2 separate regions of the Mus musculus genome follow, and region 1 is linked to region 2. The links are chromatin contacts, called in public HiChIP or PLAC-seq maps. All regions are on one chromosome and are shown on one strand. The core of a region is the stretch at or near the end of the contact, and the rest is flanking DNA. Distances in the headings are between cores, read along the strand shown.

Region 1 (5,224 bases), core at 1,429-3,928, 850 kb before region 2:
CTCCTGAAGTGAGATTGGTACTTTCTATCTCCTGACTCCTCTTGAGAGCTAAACAAGCTGACGCACAAAGCCTGGCTCAGTAAAACTGATAAATAATGAACTGAATAAATAGTAGCTATTAGTTGTTATTGTAATTATCTGTATTAGTCCCACTATAGCCTAGCTATCTAGAAAGATTTAAATCATTATACCTTTGTAAGTCAGTAACAAAACCATAACCAAAAGTATAGGTTAACAGTTTGTGAGACTTACACAGTCTAAACTTGGCCACATGGGCAACACAGTTTTGATAATATTCCAGTCATTATGTACAGCAAAATACTTGAAATTCTAGAAAATTTTCACTGAGGCACCAATAAATCCAGCCACAGAACAAACTCTCTCCCTCCCCCATACACACACACACACACACACACACACACACACACACACACACCACACACCCTTGGGGATATATTAAAACTACCGCAACTGAAATAGCCTTAGCTAGTAATTAAGGCACAGCTAATCAGAGTGCAGAGTGCAGCACAGGCTGTGGTCCTCCAAGAAACAGAACCCTGGGTGACAGCTCTTGCTATCAGGGCTTTGTTCTCCTGGAGCAAAAAAAGCACAAAAGCATAAAGTTGAGGAACTGTGGCTGCATGTTGTGGGGGTTGGGAGGATGACAGGTTTGCCTGCGCTGGGCGGATGTTCCGCTAGCGTGGCAGTCCACACCCGCCAGTGCCCTTCTCCACCCTCAAAGCATGACTTCACTTTTCTAACACTGCCCTTAAGGAATCTGGCCTCCGTGACTTCCAGTAACCATACGTTTCACCCAGGAGGAAGCAGCGGAGAGCACTGTTAGACAAAAGGGGGGAGAATTAAACCAGGAGAAAACCCACTAAACCGCTGCCTTCTGTTTCACTCCTAGCAATTTGTGTCACTGAACAAGTCTTTTCATGTCGCTTCTCGGGAGCAGTACTTCAAGGGGTTCTAACTACTTTCCCTTCCCCCATTAAGGCCTTTCTCCTCCCTTTTACCTGAGAGCTTCTGACTTGGCTGCGTTCACACCCAACGGTCCCAGCAGAGCTCTCTGTTCATACTATGCGTCACACACACAAAAAGCAGGCAGTGAGCATCCATACTACTAATTGCTCGTGGGAAGGCCAGGCCGAATTGACCTCTTCCATCCCATATAGCTGCACGCGAGCAATATAAGCTTAAAAGACTGGGAGTAGCATGTGTGTGGTGTGGGGTAAACAAACTAATTAAACCCCGAGCTGTACCACTCCGCCTAGTGCCTGTGCCTAATGGGACCGCTGTGCCCAACTCCATAGGAGAGAAAAATCAACGCAAGCTGGCTGGAGATGTTGCTTTTCCGGCTTCCTCTGAAATATCTGTTTTAGGCTCCATCTAAACTGTTTAGGCTCCAGCAATCTTAACTAATTACAAGCAACTCAGGGGGTGCTATTCTTTCCAGTAAGACTGTATAAATAAAAACTATCAGCTCGACTGCACTGAAACACAGGACCACTCCCTGACTGTAAGCCGGCAGATTGAACAACTGAACGGGCATGTGCTTTCTCTCCCCCAGTAGCAATCAGTTGCACCAAGGAAATTCATTTCATTTCCCAAAACAAAAGGCAATGATACCCTGTTCCATACTGACCTGTTAGACTGGTTTTTAGCAAATAAAATAGTAACGATTCTTAAAAGCAAGCCCTGGATTAAACGTAAACATCGTATGTTTATCTGGAGCTTTGGAATTGAGTTGAGGTTCCGGGTCCAGAGATTTGCATTCCTAACAAGCATCAAGGCCCCTGACATTTATCCATCACACTGGGTTGGGGCTAGAGTTAAGCATGAGCCCGCGGGCGGGCGGGCGGCAGCGCCACTGGCCTTTCCAGAGTCTCTCTCCCGGGTTATCCTTGACTGTAACTGCCGCAGAGGGGAGACTTGCTCCTCTCTCAGTTACAAACCAGCCTGGAAGCAACTCCAGCTTCAGCCTCTTAACTATGGAGGACATGAATTGAAGAGATTCCACACAAATCAAAAGGCATAGATAATTTCATCTGGTTTCAGTCTTAATGTTTTTAACAAATTATTTCTTGAACATGCAAGAGAATCCCCTTTCACATACACATAAGGTTATGTCAAATGCTTATTCAGCACTCATTCCTTGCCATGAAGAATCTGAAACCCAATGGAGGTAAATACTGAATTCCGTTCTGCAAGTCACTAAATATTTCATAAATCACAGAAGCAAATGGGACCAATTAGCCCTGCCTCATAAAAAAAGAAACATATCTTTACAATGTTAAAATACAATGAACTACACATTTCAGAGCTTATTTAGGCTTTTGCAATAGAAAATTTTCTGTGCTTTTTTTTTTTAATTCATGAGAATACTAAAAATAACAGGCGGAGACGGAGCAAGAAATCTTTGCATTTTGATTTTTATGCGACTCTCACAGGCCTTTGTCTTAACACAGCAGCCTGAAAACAGAATTAGGCAAAACAACCCTTCTTTCTCCAGTCCATTTTAAGCAGACAACATCCCCCCATCCCTGCCTTAGTAGACGCCACAGACTAACCAACAAAACAGCGTCGCAATTAAGGCCCAAACGTTTAACACTCACCATCTCCTGCTCCCAACGTCGCCTTTTGATGTTTACAGCACATCTGTAGGATGCAATACTAGGAGATGCCTTGTTTGACCTGCTGCATGATGCTGTGACATCAGTTCAGATGATGCAGCTCATTATGGGAAAGGCTGCTGTTGCTATGGCAACTGGGATGTGCTAGGAATCCTTGCTGCATTTCCAGTGGAGCCTGAGACAATACAAAAGCCCTGTAAGAAGCAGACAATATGCAAAATGCAGTCCAAAGAAACAGGGCTCCTCATTGGACTAAAATCTGTAAGTTTAAAAGGGGATTTCTTAGAATAATTTTAGAAAACAAAATAAAAATTACCTCTTCGTTTGCTGCTCTACATTGAGAGAATAAAGGTGCAAGTGGAATGTCGATTCAGTACTCAGAAAATACAAACTCGTATTCATGGTTCCCTATCAGGCAATTTGATCGCTCTTCTCCCTGGCTAGTAACGATACCTCTTTAAAAGTTATTAAAAAGAGGTTTAGTTCATCTGACAAAGAGAAAAAGAACAAAGCATGGATTTTGAAACAATTTAAAATGTAATAAACAGCTGACCAAGTGAGTCTAATTCTAAAGTGCACAGACTAATAATCGTCAGAACATGGGCAAAGCCTCCGCCAGCTAGGTCTGCCCTGAGGGTGTTCTCGGGTAGACACCACCCCACAGAGCCTGCTGCTGGAGAACTCGCTACCACTTAACCTTCAGGAGCAGTGAAAAGAGGTTGGATCCTAGAGACCCTTCCCCTATCTGACAGAGAACTCTTCCTACACATGGCCAAAAGGCAAGTATCTTCTGGGGTTAAAATCTGGAACAAGTGGAAGACCTGTAGAAGTTTCTTGTGACTGCCACTCACAACCCTTGGGGTTTGTTTTGTTCTTTTTGAGGCTGTAAGACTGCCTACCAAGGAGGCTATTACTCTCTCCCCTCCCCCACTGGACCTCTGACAGGCACATTAAAACAAGACTCCAGGAGGATTTCTCCAGTTAGTGAAAGGAAAGGAAATCCAAAGAAATCAGTCCTTTCTTTCCAGTGTGAAGCATAAACAAGCATCATGTTGTGACCCTGAGGAGAGCTAACCGTGGACCAGCTACCCATCTCACTCATCTAAGGCTTGCAGGCCACTGACAGAGAAAGGCACAGCCAAGCTGACCTACATCCATTCTGTCTCTACAGCTCTGAGAAAGCACAAAATTCCGAAACCTAATACAGAATGAGACAATTATATTGTCCAATCATCTCTTAATTGTCCCATACTTCTCTTAATCAGCAGCACAGGGGGTGGTGGGGTTGGAGGGGAGGCTCTGAAGGAACTCAGGCAGCCTCCTGTAAAGAAAAACTGATAAAATCAGAAGAGGTGCCACTATCCAGCCTTCCACAGAGCAGCCCTGCCTTGGATGTGAAGTCATGATTGCTCTTGCTTTTCCTAATAAGGAACAAGGAAGGGAAGAACAAGAGTAAAACCTGTGTATACACTCAGCAGCACAACAGAGCTTGACTCCCTTATCTTAGACCACATGGTACTCACACATTGAGAGGTCAGCATGGAACCACTGCAAAGCCCAGAGCACCGACCTGGGGCTCAGGAAATCTACCAGTGATGGTATTTCCTCCGAGAGCTCCTTCTGTGTATTCAGGGTTAGTAGCCTCTCTGGGGCTCAGGGGTTTCGTCTGAGGGAGGATAGACTTAGATAATAATCATGGTTTGCTAATAATATTTAAATTTTTTTTTCCTTTATGTTACAGAGCAAAGCTGGGCTTCCTTCACTGGGGCAGGGGTGAAGAGGCCCAGAGTCAAGACTGTTGGACCCTTCTTGGCATAATTATTAACCCTGCCTGCTATAGAGTACTGCTGGCCTCCCTGAAAAACTCTTAGGCCTCCAGAAATAAATAGGGTGAAAGCCATAGAGCTAGAACAAGATTAGCCTTTGCAGAGAAGGTTCCATAAAGAGAAGAGGGCAGGCCAACAGGACAGACAGATAAAAGAGAATGTCATTTTACCCAGTCATAAGGAGAATGAAATTATGTCATTTGCAGGGAAAGTGGGAAGAACTTACAGATCATGACATTTAGCAAAATAAGTCAGCCTAAGACAGACAAATCCACATTTTCTCTCAATCACACCTGAACACAGTTTCTCAGAATGAGAAAATGTCCATAGTTTCCCTTTCCAGATTCTAGGCATGGTGAGAAAGATCAGACATCTCAGGAAATCTGACATCAAGTCAGATTTTTGACATTCTAGGCTAGCTAAACTACATCTGGATCCATAGGCAGCAGGAAGAGACAGACACTGGGACTGGCTTGGGCTTTTGAAACCTCAAAGCCCACCCTCAGTGACACACTTCCTCCCAAAAGGCCACATCTCCTAATCCTTGTCAAGCAGTGCCACTCCCTGATGACCAGGCATTCAAACATAGGAGCCTATGGGGGCCACTCTTATCAGACCACCACAAATGGCCTGTTGGAAAACAGAAGTGCCAGCATTTAGGAATGTCACTGTTAACACACTTGTGCCATTAGCACTCAATTCTAAGCTCTAGGATCAAATGTTTGGGAAACAGCCAAGGTCACCCAGTGACTGAAGAAGGCC
Region 2 (5,549 bases), core at 2,308-4,807:
TGCTAAGCATGTGCCCTACCACTTGTGGAAGAGTGGCTCTTATGCTTTGATTTAATGGGGAATCCGCCTGGCTTGTTTTAATATTTTTATTTCAAGAATTATTATTAAATTTATTATCATTTGTTATTATTATTATTAAAGGTGCACGTCTTTAATCCCAGTACTCAGGAGGCAGAGGCAGGCAGATTTCTGAGTTTGGGGCTAGCCTGCTCTACAAAGTGAGCTCCAGGACAGTCAGGGCTACACAGAGAAACCCTGTCTCGAAAAAAAAAAAAGAATTATTATTATTAATGTGTGTGGTGGGGATACGTATATGCCTTAGCACGTGTCTCAGGTCAGAGAACAACTTTTGGGAGCCTTTCCTTTCACTATGAGTTCTAGAGACTGAATGAGGTTGGCAAAGTTGCTGTATAAGTGTTTTTTACCCACTATGCCACGTGACCAGCTGATGGCTTCAAACTCTTAATATTCCTACCTTGTCCTCCCAAGTGCTGAGGGCATATCAATAGCTGACCCGGCTATTTTTAATTCAGTTTAGCTCCTGTATTTTTAGTGCCAAGATCAATCTGAACAATCTGACTTCTGGAGTCACATAAAGCTGAGACCAATTATCTTGGCGTTCATCTCAGATGTCAGCTATCAATAAGCTCTGCTAAGAGAAATGTCTATTTGTTTGCTTGTTTGTTTGTTTGGGTTTGAGTTAGGGTTTTACTTTGTTTTGTTTCTAGAAAAGGCCTCGTAGCCCAGGCAGGCCTGAAACTCCCACGTAGCAGAAGATGACTTTGAACTTCTGATGTCCCTGCCTCCACCTCCCAAGGGCTGAGACCACAGGCATGTCCGGTTTTATGTGGCGCTGGGGAATTTCTCACATGTTAGCCAGGCATTCTGCCAACTGAGTCACATTTCCAGCCCTAACCGCTGCCCATTTAAGAAGTAAGGAAATAACAATGTACAAATTTAAAAACTCAAACCAAATTCTTGGTAGAGAGAAGTGAGGCGGGTGAGAGAAACCTCACACAGGAAAACCAGACTGACACCATTCTAGGGTACAACTTCTTAGAACTAAGTCCTAATTCCTCAGTGCTGAGAACTGCCACTCCAGAGCTCACCTCTAGACTAGACAGGGGCTCCCTGGTCTGTGGGGCCACTGCCTATATAAATCTGACAAGTCCGATCATTTTTGGAGTAGAACTAGAAGCCGATGCTTCCCACAGACACCAGGAAACTAGCTGGACAAGCATGCAAGGCACTCACCGTCACTATCAAATTCTTTCTCTCTCAAGATCTATCTATCTATCTATCTATCTATCTATTTATTTATTTATTTATTTATTTTTGGTTTTTCGAGACAGAGTTTCTGTGAATAGTCCTGGCTGTCCTGGAACTCACTTTGTATGCCAGGCTGGCCTGGAACTCAGAAATCTGCCTGCCTCTGCCTCCCGCGTGCTGGGATTAAAGGCGAGCGCACGCCTGGCAAGATTTATTTTATTTCATTTTATTTTATTTTTTTTGAGACAGGGTTTCTCTATATAGCTCTGGCTGTCCTGGAACTCGCTCTGTAGACCAGGCTGGCCTCGAACTCAGAAATCCGCCTGCCTCTGCCTCCCGCGTGCTGGGATTAAAGGTGTGCGCACGCCTGGCAAGATTTATTTTTAATTATGAATAGGTATATGTATCTAAGTGTGGGTTTGTGGACATGAGTGCAGGTACTTGGGAGGAGGAGTCAGTACCTCTGGAAGTGAGTTACAGGCAGTTGTGAGCCGCTCAGTGTGGATGCTAGGAACAGAACTCAAGCCCTCGGCAGAGTCCTGTTCATTTCTAACCCGAAGCCTTCTCCCCATCAACCAGATTCTAACTGAGGGGAAACTAATACCCAGAACATTTATGTGGTAAACAAAACGTTTAGGCTGTCGGTTATCGGTGTGGAAGAAGAAGGATGTGAGGGAAAGCAAGAGGCGGACTTCCGGGTTACGAGAGATGTTTTATTTTGTGAGTTGGTGTGACCCCTCTCCTGTTTCTTTGTTATTGTTCTTGGAGCTACTCAGATATACCTTTTTGCTTGTTTGTTTTTAAGGCGGGGTCTCATGTAGCTCTGCCTAGTCTCAAAACTGCTATGTAGGCAAGGCTAACCTGGAACTCCTTCCCGTTCCTCCGACATCACCTTCTCCTTTGAAGCATGCATCAGAGCCATTCACCATCAAGCCCGGCTCCATATATTCTGTATGTTAAGTTGGGGTTTTGTCTTATTTTTCTAGACAGGGTTTCTCTGTGTAGCTTTAGCTGTCCAGGAACTCACTCTGTAGACGAGGCTGGCCTTGAACTCAGAGATCCACCTGCCAAACACTAGGATTAAAGGCATTTGCCATCACACACACACCCCAGCTTTACATAGGTTTTATATGTGTTATAAGGCACTGAACTTACAACTTTTCTTATAGGAAGCTTTATTTCAACTATGTTCATTTGGGTGTTATGTATAGAAACAGAATGAAAGCAATCTATTTGGGTGAATTATTAAAGTGAAACATTGTTGCGATTCATCATGTGAAGGTGTGTCTCTCTGTATATTCAAGTGTTAATGCTGTGCTTGCAGAGAGCTAAACATTAGCAGGATCTGGTATTGTTATTTCCTTGGCCCATCACTGGTCTCATATTTTGTAAATATTTGTTCTCCCTCACCTGCCTAAGGCAGTCTAGAATTGTATCTCATCGGCTTTAATGAAGGCCCATAGCTGAGCAGGAAGTGGAAGGTAGGAGATAGGGACGCTGGGAGAAGAGTTGGGACACAGGAGATTCAGCAGCACGTGCGGAGGTGGACTGAGAGCCCTGGCGGAAAGGTAGAACTGGCCATGGGGCAGGATGCAGGCCAGAATTAATCAGGATAGAGTCCTTGCAAGACTGCCAGCTAAGGCCTGAGCTTTAAAATATTAACAAACCTCTGACATTATTTATATAGCTGGCAGGTCTATAGAAAGTCCTGTTATAAAATATGATGAATAGAATATTATTTAAGTGCTTAAAATATGGTAAGGGAGAAAAGGCTTTTAAGTTACCAAAACAAAAGTGACAAAAACTAATAAGCATATGATGACCTCAGCCATAATAGAGCTGGTTCTTAGCAAAATGGATTTTAAACATCTCTCCTTATATTTTTCTTCTGTTGTTTTGTTTAGGTATTTGTATTTGGTTTTTGGAAATACAAATTCAAGCCAGGCAGTGATGGCGCATGTCTTTAATCCCAGCACTTGGGAGGCAGTGGCAGGCAGATTTCTGAGTTCGAGGCCAGCCTGGTCTACAGAGTGAGTTCCAGGACAGCCAGGGCTACACAGAGAAACCCTGTCTCAAAAGCCCACACCCCCCTCCAAAAAAAAGAAAGAAAGAAAAAAGAAATACAAATTCAGGTTTCAAACTCTCAGGCCTCCTGTCTCAGCCTCACAGGATACAAAGCATGGGTGACTGGCCTGATGATGTTCTTTTTAATAGTTAAACATTTTACTACCAAAGGAAAACAGACTGTTAGCTGGGTCTGGCAGAACATGCCTGTCAATGGGGGGTGGCCGCAAGACCAAGAGTTCAAGGTCATTCTCAGCTCTCAGGTACCCTGGGCTGCATGGGATGATGGATCTTGACTCAAGAAAAAGAAGAAAAATGGCTTTTACAAAAAAGCATGTTTTGGCCCCCCAATAAACCAGTATTGCCAGAAACTGCTCTGACTTCTAAGGTTTCATGCCTGAGAAAGTTTTCATGGGAAACAATAAAGGTCACAAAACAACTTTCCTTCAGATGTCCTGCCCTGTGCCGCAATGTTTGCCAAGAACTGTTTCCCCGCCTCCTGGTTCCTCTCATTGGCCCGTTGGTCTTTCCATCACAGGTGACCTCCAGTATCTTGGTCCCACATAGCTCAGGGTGAAGAGCTGAGTAATCCTGAACCTGGGGCTGCTGCCGGAACAACCTTTCACACAGTGCCCACTGCTCCCGGTTGCACAACATGTTTGACTGCGAGAGATAAACGCCAGGTTTACATTTGACTCCAGTCACCTTCGGGGCCAGCAGCCGGAGCCTGTAAACAGCACCCACTCCTTTAGAAAGGCGCGACTTTCCCAAAGTCCTGCCTTCCGAGCGCTGCGCCAGGCTGGGAGGAGGTGGACAAGGAAGGGGAGTATTCCAAAGAAAAAGGAGGCTACAAGCAAGCTCTCGACTCTGTTTAGGAAGAAAAGGAAGAGCCGAGCTGAAGCATTGGCCCTGCGGGGGGTGGGGGTGGGGCTCATTTTGTGAACTGGAATTTAAGAACTAAAACTAGTCCCCCTAACGTGTTTCTGTTTACCCATCAGAAATCAATCTCTGATTGGAGCAGGTACTTTTTCCTCCGTAAAACAGGCCAAAGAGGAAACGGAACTGTCTTAGTACTAAAATAATCTGTAATTTAATTGATGTTGCATGTTAGGCTTATTGAAGACACCACTATGAGAAGATTCTGTGCTTTGTTTTCTGACACTGAAAACTGCAGGGTGGGGGCGAGAAAAATCCCCCCACGACTTCACACAGGTTATAGGAGGAAAACTAATAGTCGAGAAGGAGGGATTTCAGTGGATTCTTTCAAGAATAAACATGTCTTACTCAGATCTTGAAGCCTGTGACTATCGAGTACATCTAAGTACATCGAGTTCCTTCTGTTGGTTGAAGCTAGGTTTGCTGCGTCTTGAGTCCAGATGGAACAATGACACTAAGACAAAGCCTTAAGCAATTTTGTTTGCTAATAAGATGTCAGACCACTAATGAAAGGGCAGCTTGCTTTGGCTTAGGAGAGCAAGCTTCCCATAGAAAGCAGCTCCTAAGTGTGAAAGAGCAATATTTGATTCCCTTCCTCCCTAGTGGTAAAAAAGATGTTTTTGAGTGGCTAGCAGAGAGGAAGAGAAGGCTAGCCGTCTACTGATAAGATAGGATCATAGGAACATTTGTTTGGTTTTGCTTTGCAGATGGGGACTGAAGCCAGGGAAGCTTGCCTGCTAGGCAAGCACGCTGTCACTGAATTATCCCTCCCCACCCCCACCCCTCCGGCCCACATAGGGAAAATTCTGTAGTCGTTAAGATCGCTGTCGGTCCAGCTGCCCTTCTCCAAGACTGAGTAAGACATTGTGAGCTCTTTAAGAAGGAGAATCACTTCATAGTTAAATTATGCTCATGGACATTACACGTGCCCGTTCATTAATATTTAGGGAACACACCGGCCTCAGCAGTTCCAAACACCTGAGTATAGACAATGCTTCTTCCAATGTGGACAGGAGTAAAACACCAAAGTTCATCTTCTGAATAATGAACCACCAGCTTCAGAGTGTAAATGCTGCCTCCTCCAGAGGCTAAGGGCCTCTCTTCCCAACCCTACTCCCCTCTATTCTCCCACTTCCTTCTCCCCTTCCCTATCCCATTTAGTTTTCATTTTTGCTCATTGTGCAGCCTGACTGCATGAAGCCCAGGCTGGCCAAGAACTTGCTTTGTAGTCAGTCCTTCCTTCTGAGCCAGCTGTGTGCTGGGACAGCATTCTGACACAC

The links. HiChIP or PLAC-seq counts read pairs in DNA pulled down with a chosen protein or histone mark.
Region 1: an H3K4me3 HiChIP or PLAC-seq map of bone marrow-derived macrophages shows a contact between it and region 2, with 7 times the contacts expected there. The contact joins the promoter of Akap6 here to the enhancer-like site in region 2. A contact is called at or near these places in 3 of 39 promoter capture datasets (cranial neural crest, embryonic stem cells and hippocampal neurons), 3 of 115 datasets of contacts at active chromatin or transcription factors (astrocytes, bone marrow-derived macrophages and embryonic hindbrain) and 1 of 9 other capture datasets (embryonic stem cells).

Annotation. Positions count from the first base shown.
Region 1 is chr12:52,696,837-52,702,060 of GRCm38.p6, reverse strand. Akap6 (A kinase (PRKA) anchor protein 6) reads right to left here and starts at 2,678. Exons shown (of 14, transcript NM_198111.2): 1 at 2,619-2,678.
Region 2 is chr12:51,843,484-51,849,032 of GRCm38.p6, reverse strand. It overlaps Gm34894 (a long non-coding RNA gene), which reads left to right. Exons shown (of 3, transcript XR_381584.4): 2 at 3,872-5,549. Among named protein-coding and RNA genes, the nearest start is that of Gm34894, 5.6 kb to the left of the region's middle. Within about 2 kb of position 3,557, at least 392 of the 459 cell types and tissues checked have an H3K27ac peak or open chromatin away from gene starts, as enhancers often do. A contact at or near this core is called in astrocytes, bone marrow-derived macrophages, embryonic stem cells and 1 more, where this site is marked.